Regions from separate parts of the Rattus norvegicus genome. Here all the other regions are linked to region 1. The links are chromatin contacts, called in public Hi-C maps. All regions are on one chromosome and are shown on one strand. Each heading gives the region's core, a stretch centred on a gene start, on an enhancer-like site or on the middle of the called end of the contact. The rest is flanking DNA. Distances are from core to core; before and after follow the strand shown.

Evidence for each region. A called contact is a pair of places that touch in the nucleus more often than the background predicts.
Region 2: a contact with region 1 is called in a Hi-C map of Schwann cells, with 9 times the contacts expected there. The contact joins two enhancer-like sites. A contact is called at or near these places in 5 of 12 Hi-C or Micro-C datasets (the A7r5 cell line, the Rat2 cell line, Schwann cells and 2 more).
Region 3: a Hi-C map of the A7r5 cell line shows a contact between it and region 1, with 6 times the contacts expected there. The contact joins two enhancer-like sites. A contact is called at or near these places in 8 of 12 Hi-C or Micro-C datasets (the A7r5 cell line, the Rat2 cell line, Schwann cells and 5 more) and 1 of 1 datasets of contacts at active chromatin or transcription factors (oligodendrocytes).

What each region holds. Positions count from the first base shown.
Region 1 is chr8:39,591,688-39,594,597 of GRCr8, forward strand. No RefSeq gene overlaps it. Among named protein-coding and RNA genes, the nearest start is that of Ets1, 230 kb to the left of the region's middle. Within about 2 kb of position 1,609, at least 29 of the 93 cell types and tissues checked have an H3K27ac peak or open chromatin away from gene starts, as enhancers often do. A contact at or near this core is called in the A7r5 cell line and Schwann cells, where this site is marked.
Region 2 is chr8:39,865,110-39,868,150 of GRCr8, forward strand. No RefSeq gene overlaps it. Among named protein-coding and RNA genes, the nearest start is that of Ets1, 500 kb to the left of the region's middle. Within about 2 kb of position 1,257, at least 9 of the 93 cell types and tissues checked have an H3K27ac peak or open chromatin away from gene starts, as enhancers often do. A contact at or near this core is called in the A7r5 cell line and Schwann cells, where this site is marked.
Region 3 is chr8:39,083,566-39,086,531 of GRCr8, forward strand. No RefSeq gene overlaps it. Among named protein-coding and RNA genes, the nearest start is that of Kcnj1, 23 kb to the left of the region's middle. Within about 2 kb of position 1,331, at least 2 of the 93 cell types and tissues checked have an H3K27ac peak or open chromatin away from gene starts, as enhancers often do. A contact at or near this core is called in the A7r5 cell line, where this site is marked.

The DNA.
Region 1 (2,910 bases), core at 359-2,858:
GCAAGAATTCTGAAAGTTCAGACAGTGGACTTTCCCAGAACCTTTACAGACCAAAGAAAGTCTCTCATGAATTCATCGGGGAAATAGACCAGCCCTGTCCTGTAGTGTCTTTCTTGGGAGGATGGCTGGAGACTGGAATAGCTCTGGGCCTGACCTGGAGTCTGTTTCAGGCAGGTAGTTGAACTCCTTCAGCTTTGTGTGACCGCTGTGTACCCAAGACTTAAATGCTGAAGCCTGACACACACATGCTCCTAGAGGCCTCCTCAAGACATTGAAGGACGCTAAATTTAACTCTTTAACATCCGCCAAATCTGGTAACAGAAGAAAACGGGAGGCAAGGCTGGGTCTCTGCTTTGTACGGTTTGGAGACATCCAAAATAAGAATGCCCAAAGTATTCCCCACCCCATACACACCCCAAAGGGCCAGAACACTAGAGGAGTTCTCTACTTTTGGCCTTTGGGGGATTTTTAGGGCAAATCCAAACAAAACCAAAAGGGCTCCAAACTTAGTGGTACTATTCTCCTAGGAATTGGAAATGTGACCAGAGACAAAACCAGAAGAGAGAAAATGGGTGGAATCCCCAACCTGGCTTTGTCTCCTCCCATCTTGGACCGTATCTGGAATTCTCTCTAACGCCCATGCCACTCTCGAAACACTGAGTGGTTGGAAGACCAGCAGAGGTGCGTAAAAACCTCCTTCATGTGCCACTGTATCATTTAGAGGTGACACTCACCGGGGTCCTGTGCAGCACCATTGTGCTCTGTGTGGTTTGTGTGTGGTGGGGAAGTCAGGTCTAGGAGCTGCATGGCGTTCACCTCGGGGCTCCAAGCTCACAGCCAACATTTTGCTTCCTCAAGGGCCAGTGAGAATAGCCTGTTTGAACCCCAAAGGCACACTCTCAATCTAGGGCACGACCCCTTTTGGTGCTCTTGGCTACAGTTCTTGTCCTACCCCCAGCCTGCAGGGTTCTGCTGAAGCAGAACCGTGCACTTCCGGACCCCACACTCTACTTGCGTGCTTCCCAGCCCACTAGAGAGATTTTTCAGAAAACTATTTTTAGAAATAGTAACCTCAGAGTAAGAAAGGCACGGCACTCCAGATTGGGCGTTTTTCTGGGCCAAGCAAGCTAAGGAGCAGTTGTTTAAAGAGAAAGGTGTAACAGCAGCCCTTGCTGTTCAGCTGGGGGATCGTCTGCAGATTCCTGGGTTTGACTCCCTCTAGCGTCTCGATTAGGAAGACAAGTCTAAAGCCAGGCTTAGGAGACTTGTGGGGAACTGGGACACAAAGTATTTTTCTTTGTTTTGTTCCTAGTTCCTCCTCTGCTCTCCATTCTCTCTTTTGTGACAGACTTCCCAGCACGAGAAGAAAATGAAGATTAAATATTAAATTTACGAATAGCAGAGCGATTTATTTGCATCTTTTTTCTTATTCCTGGAAGGATCAGTGATTAAGCAGAAGTTTATCTCAAGAATGAGGCTATAATGTAACTTCTGGATATCTCTGTTTACATAAAGTCTATTCCCTGAAGAGAATCTGCATGCGCGCTGTTAGGGAACACTGTGTACTGTGCACCTCGTCACAGAATTAGGGTCAGCCGTACTGCTGCTTTTGGAGAGGACAGATTAAGAGGAGGGGCTTGTGGGTGCAGTGGCAAGGCAGCATGAGACTTCATAAATGTAAGGGACACAGGCACATAGGACTAGAAGCACAAAGCAGTGTGTCTGTCTTTGAAAGTTGGAATCATTGGTTGTTTTATCGTATTTCCCTATGAATTTGATGAGCCTTCTTCACGAAGGAAACAGAAGAAAAAACTAAATGAACTTTTCTAGGTCTCTGAATGTGAGGATTCTAAAACTGAGTGCCGTGCGATTTCCCGATGGAAAGGAAGCTCTAATTGAAGGAATCTTCATTGGCCAGGAGAGCTCAGTCCTCCAGTTGGAACGTTTATCAGCGTGGAAAAGAGGTGGCAGACAATTATCTGGTTAGGTTATAGATGGCTGGATTTCTCCTATAACCTGGCTGTGGCTTACTAACGTCTGAGCTACAGAGTAAACCCAAGTGACTGTGGGTGACAGGACGGGAAACGTGTGCAGTGCACACTTAAGACATGCTCGTACCTCCCGGCCTGTTTTGAGTCAGACTTTGTGAATTATAGAACAGCAGCCATTCATTCAACAGAAAGCATTCCATTCACAAACACTGCAGCTAAGCTCACAATGGTTCATTATGAGTTCTTTTGCTGAAGGGCTACTTGCCTTTCCAGGGCAACAGCCTCTTCTTTGACTGCCTTTCTCTCAGCTCCCATTTACCATTTTCACATCATTCTCTTTAGAACTTATCTGATGTCTAGCAGCCCCTGGTGGGCAGACTGGAATGCTCCCACCACCCTTAACATACTCACACTGAGCCTGTAAACATCAAACGATGATTTAATCCACTAAGGTAGATTTTCCAGAATGTATCGGTTTCTTTGCCTTTGCTACCATGGAAAACAAAGGCATGGGTGTTGGGCTCAGAAGATGGCGCAGTGTATAAAGTGCCTGTCTTACATATTCAGGATCCATGCTCAGTCTCCAGACCCAAGAAAAACAGAACAAACAAACAAACAAACAAACAAACAAAAAACAAGTGCATGCTGTGTTCGATTGAAGACCCTGAACAGTGGTTTTGAAGATCGTTTTAAGTGTGAAGAAAGCCTGTGAGGCTTTAAGACTCTAGATGTCAGGTTGCAGTATTGGTGGCAAATGCCTTCCTTGTTCAATATACAGGAGGCTCTCATAGGTGAGGGCAGGGCAGGGCATTAGTTGAGGAGGAGACAAAATTATTGAGCTGAAATGGCAAGGAACTGAATTGTTTTTTTTTCTTTCTTTTCTGTCTTTTTTAAAAAAAGTTGTCATCGGTTCTTTGTG
Region 2 (3,041 bases), core at 7-2,506, 270 kb after region 1:
TCGCACAGGTCAATGTCTATTCTGTATGTTGTCTGGGTATTTGGATTTCTACCCATCAGAAGGAAGAAACCCTGGTTTTACCCTGCACACAAAAGAAGTCCTTACTTATTGTATGTAAGGGAGGTGTATGTGTAATCTTGCTTTCCTTCCTTCTCCTCCCTCGCCTTCCTTCTCCTTCTTTTCCTCTGCATAGTTGGCATGTCATGAAGCGAAAATTCAAATGGCAATAATTGCCTGGTGGTCATAAAAATCTCAACTATCAACCAAAGCTGCTCATAAATAACACAGAAATGATCACTGTGTAACCCCTGCATTTTGCTAGTTTCACTCATTGTCTCCTTATCATAAGTGTCACTAATATTGTTTTGTACTAGCTCTATCTAGATTATGAAGTTACTCAGGCAAAGCAAAGCAATTAAGCAAGGGAAAGCTAACGGTCACAATTGTAGCTATTGTGGAAGAGCTGCAGATAGATGAATGGTAATTCCTGACATAATAGGCCTAGTAGGGAAAACTGGCATCTAATTACTGAGTCAAACAGAGCACACTGTGATGGACAGTATGGCATATACCAAGCAATACGGAAGGAGAAGACACAGATTTAACAACTGCTAATAAGCATCTGAATGAGAGAGATCCATAAAATATTACCTAGAAATTGTTCTTTATAAAATCCTCTCTCACAATTTCCCCTCTTGGTCCCATAAAAACAAACCACGCATGACCCATTTTTAGTGCCCTCTCTGTCACAACCCACATTCAAAGCTCCACAAATTATAATCTGCGCATTAAAATTGCTCTTCTAAGTGTCTGTCTCAAATACCTACGCCCGGAAAGATGGCCTCCTTGCAGTACAGTACTGCAGAGCATTGCCAGTGTGGTTAGCAGAATGTAGGTTAGGCCAGGAAGCCTTTGTGAAAGAGCAGTTGTTGGTGGTTTGGCTCAGAGAGCGTAAGTCTTTCCAAGGGTGTCTTTACTGCTAACTTAGAAGTGATGGATAGAGGCCACAGGCTGTTTTGGACTCAGGTCTTAGAAAAAATTCAAGAAAAATGACATTATTGTATTTGAGGACTATCCTGGAAAGTCCCTCCATACTCAGGCACAGGGCACAGGCCCTGCTTGGGTCAACTCTTGAGAAGAGGGGTTTTTAAAGTTCACACACCCTTGTAATTGGCTTCCTAAGAATGTACATAAACAGGACAGTCTGAGATATTAAAATTCCCCCACACACCCCACCTCCCACTGAAAACCACAGAATGGGCCACCCATTCCCTGACTCACTGTTTGGCACTGATAAAGCCCCTACTTACCACAGGCCCCAAACACTAGGAAAGATGAGAATTCTTTCCTAAAGTCCCTAAAGAACGTGCCAAAAGATTCTTTGACTTATTTCTTCATCTCTCCCTCTAAACGGAGGCACAGTATCCATCACATTTCAGAGAAGTTCTGCGTTATAAAGAGGCAAACAATGAGTTTCAGACCCTTGGCAGGCTCTCCTGTTCACACCAGCAAGAACAACGTACAGATTCAACCTGGCACCTTGAATCAGTGTATGTCGGACTAAATGTTCAAATAATTTTCTTCTCAACCATCTTTGCTCCAGAGCATCTGTGGAGCACTGTGGAGCACTGTGGAGCACTATTTTGAGCCTCAGCCATTACAGAAGTCAATGGAGATTCAAAGATGCTTGATATGTGTCCCTCAACCCCCAACCCCAAGGAGATGAATGAACCTAGGCAGCAAGAGTGACTTGTGGGGGAGGGAGTAGAAGAGAAGCCGTGCCCAGGGCACAGAGGTAGTAGCCAGAGTCTGGGCAGACCCCACTGCGAATATTTTGGGGTAGAGGAAAAAGCATTGAGGTAGTTATAAACACAAATTGAATAATCTTTTCAATTCATCTACAGGAGAAAATATGGCCCAGAAAGGTGCTGTGATTTACCTTATATTAAACAGTTGCAAGTAAATAACCTTACTGTCAGAACAAGTAGAAGGGGGGAATTGGTGAACAAGGCAGTGGAGAACCTGGGCTCGGCTAGAAATACCCAAACCAGCTGAAAGAGCTCACGTTTGAGGGAGGATTTTGGTGCTCTTTAAAGAATCACACAAACTGCCTTGATGGACTCTTCTGGAATACACTAGAGTAAGCTATTCCAAGAAGACACTACAAAGGGACAGAAAAGTGGGTGAAGACTTTACAAAAAAAGTTCTATAGAACAATGAATATCTAAAGTAATTTTTATTCTTTTGATTTGTAGCCTCTTGCATTGAATTCCTTTTCATGTCTACCCTGGCTCTCGTTTTTTTTTTTAAAAAGACCTAGTCAGTGAAATAACATCTTAAGGATTCACTGAATGACCCATGGTATTATGGCCAGGGATTCAATCACAGCACATTCGTTGATGAATTATTGTATGAGTAGTATCCTGCTAAGGCCTGCACTGTACAAAATGCCCCTAAGTTACAGCTGGATCCTACATATATATGGATAAATGAAATAAAAGAAAGACAGTGAAATGGGTTCTTCAAGGTTTAAGGCATTTGCATGTGCTCTCTGCGAATGCTTCTCATTACTGCTGCTGATTATGCGCCTTCTCCCCTATCTGACTGACCTCATTCCCTGAGTGCTTTTTAGTTTGTGCTGGCTTCTCTTTTCTTGTCTGCAGACTGACATCCCCTTTTCCTTTGCAACTCTTCCTCTTCTTACCTGTTACCACAGCACTGTCGGCAAGGCTGACAGCATCCCATGGGCAGCTCAAACCTACTGGTAAACAAATTCAGTCACTTCACCAACTCTACAGTTTTCTTGAACACGTTCCTTGGCAAATGATGCCAGCATCATACCTGTATCAGGAATCTGAACATCGTCCTGTTCTCGCTCCTTCTTTGACCTGTATACCCTAATGATCACCATTTTTTTTCTGATAATTCATCATTCTTCTCTGTGCCTCAACTAAGAGCCATTGGCCTCAAGAAACACAACCTCACTGCATATTGACTGTGGAAGGAACATATTTGAAAAATGTTGGCAGAGAAGCACAGGA
Region 3 (2,966 bases), core at 81-2,580, 510 kb before region 1:
ATCAAAGGAAGCACCAGTCTACTAAGACTTCATGTAATATTTTGAAGTTCAGTATCTTTTTTTAAACGGGGAACACTTACACGATCTTACATCACTTCTTTGATAGCCTTGAACGATGGTACACAACAGTCCTTGCTTTACCCCTGAGGAAGTGAACCTGAGACAGGAGTTCATAACTCGGGGAGGGACAGCTGGATTCACAACCCAGTCTTGCTGACTATGGATCCTTTCTTCTGCTTCACTCCACATTTACAATTGACCACTTGCTGGGATCCAGAGTCACCACAGTGGCAAACAAGAGACGTATGTCCCACCTCCCATGAGGCCTCTGAGGAACTGTAGGTCCGTGATAGTGTTGGACACAAGGTTATCAAGGCAGAGAATCCCACCTGCCAACTTCTTAGCCAATTTAACGATCTATTCAGTATTTCTGACAAAGCCCATTTCTAGCTTCCCTTTAGGCCGTTCTCTTAGTTAAAGCCCCTGAAGCCTCTTTCATGCTCTACTGACCTGAGGTGACCACACGGAACCAGTGAAGGACAAGAACCCACACAGGGCACTACAGAAATATGAATATCCTCTGGAAAACTCGATCTACACTCTCTTTTCACTCACTTGAAAAAAAAAACACCCACCTTCCTGACCATAAATTAAAAGTCTACATTAAGTGCCTAGACAGAGTGGTTATCAACTAGTACAGTTTTAATAACGTCCCTTAAGAAATCTAGCAGGTGACAATGTCTACACACACACACACACACACACACACACACACACGCTTCCTGTGTAGCATTTTGCAGTGGACCTCCATGTTGTTCTTTGCTGCTTCACAGGATCATTGGCAGGAGATGTTACTCAGCTCCCTGGTCAGTAGGTATTAATAATTTGCCTGCTAGATGAAAGTATTTAAAATTTGAGCGCAGGGTTGCTGGGATTATATCCACACTCGTTTAATCTCCCCAAATTATCTCTCTCTTCCAGCTAAGAAAACACATGCATTAACTGGGTTAAAAAACCCAGAAGGTTAATCTAGCAATTGTAGGTAAGTGAGCGCTCTCACTGGAAATGTGTTTTCCCCTAGAGCTTTTAAGCTAAGTGTAAATTGACTATGTGCTTAGGAATTTGCCAGCTCAGACAGACTGCAACGATTAGACAGGAGGCCAAGTAGGAGTGAAAGAGGGAGACAGACCCCAGACGTGAGCCCCCATTTCTTTCAAAAACTTCCCTTCATATTCCTTCTCAATTGGCTGAGACCCTGGAGGTTTGCCTGGCTGAACCACTTCCTCTCCGAAGAGGCCGTCCTCCCAGGGAACCTGGGATTTGTAGTATTCAAACCAGCTGACCTTTCTTAATCCTTTGGGGGTGGAGGATATGGCTGAAGGCACGCAGTATCCTTTTCAGCGGCCTTCTAGTGATGAAATGCTCAGTGTGTGTTTTCACAAACCACAGAGGCCTTCTTGAATAAAAGTGAAGCCTCTGTGCTCACCAGAACCTGACTCCTGCCCCTCTCTAGTCTAAGCCCTCGCCCCTGGTCTCTGCGGACACTCCATCTCCTCTTTGCTACCTCCTGAGTTCTAGATGCAAGCCCCCTCTCCGGATGACATAAAGGAACCTCTGTGAAGAGTCAGACCACAGGAAGGTGCAGGATGCCGGCTGGCAGCAGACGCCATGCTCACAGACCGTGTCCCCAAGCACATTCTTCCGAAGTTTACTTTCCCAGCAGTTTTCAAAGCGACGTGTTTGCATGGTGGTTATTAGTAAAGAAACACAAGGGAAAGTGGTATGTGACAGCAACTCCTCAGGGTCCAAGCTTTCTCGTAGAAAGCAGGCTGAAGATGTGATGGTTCAGCTGTCGAGGGCACGTCCTACACAGGGGCGGGGTTCACTTCTCAGTACCCACATGGTGACTCATGATCAGTAACTCCAGTAACGAGCATCTAACTCTCCTCTTCTGACCTCCTTTAGCACCAGGCACTCAACATTGTACACATACTTACATGCATGTACACCTATGTACAGAAAATAAAGTAAGACAAGAAAATCTAAAAATAACTTTTAAAAAAAATCTATATTTGTACCTTGCAATTTGAAGGGTATTGGTTTCAGGAAGTCACGGGATACCCAACCCCCTGGATGCTCAAGTCCCTTATGTACAATGGCGTGGTGCTTCTACGTAATTTATGCATTATATATTTAAATCACTCTAAGTTATTTCTATTGAGCAATGCAATGTAAAGGCTGTGGAAATTATTGTTACACTACATTATTTAGGGGATAAGGGAATATTATATGTATAAATAATGCTTTATATATGTTTATAAATATTATATATCATAATGAAGTTATATTTAGGGGTAATAAATGTCCACAGGTTGAACGCAGACGCAATTTTTAAAAGTGATTTTTTGACTCACAGTGGTTTTTAAAATATCCACAAATAATACCTTGCTCTCTGGTTGTGCTTTTCTTAGGATTAGTGGATATTCCTTTCTTCCCTGGTATTCTGGATCCTTTTCTCTCACTTGGTTTTGACTGCAAATATTCTGTTTATGAAACCACACTTCATTCATTTACGATGGGCAGAACTCATGTGTTGGGCTCACTCCCCAGGTGCATGAAGATATTATTGATTAGAAAAAGCTATGATCACTTTAAATGTCCTTAAACTTCTAGTGTTTTTTGACTTCTGAAAATGTTTCAAAGCAACAGATATTGAAAATACAACTTCCTTTGGGTATTGACAATATTTTGACACCAAGGAATTTAAATTTCTGCTATACATTGAATATTCATGTCCCCTCTCCCTGTAACATTCATGTTATAACTTTCTATATATAGAAATCGGCTTGCTGCCTGGAACTGTGTGAGAGGACAATGAGAAGGGACCACCTGCAAATCAGGAATGAACAGTGAGTTCCCTATCAACGGCAAATCTGCTGGTACTTTGGACTTCTGGCTTTTAGATC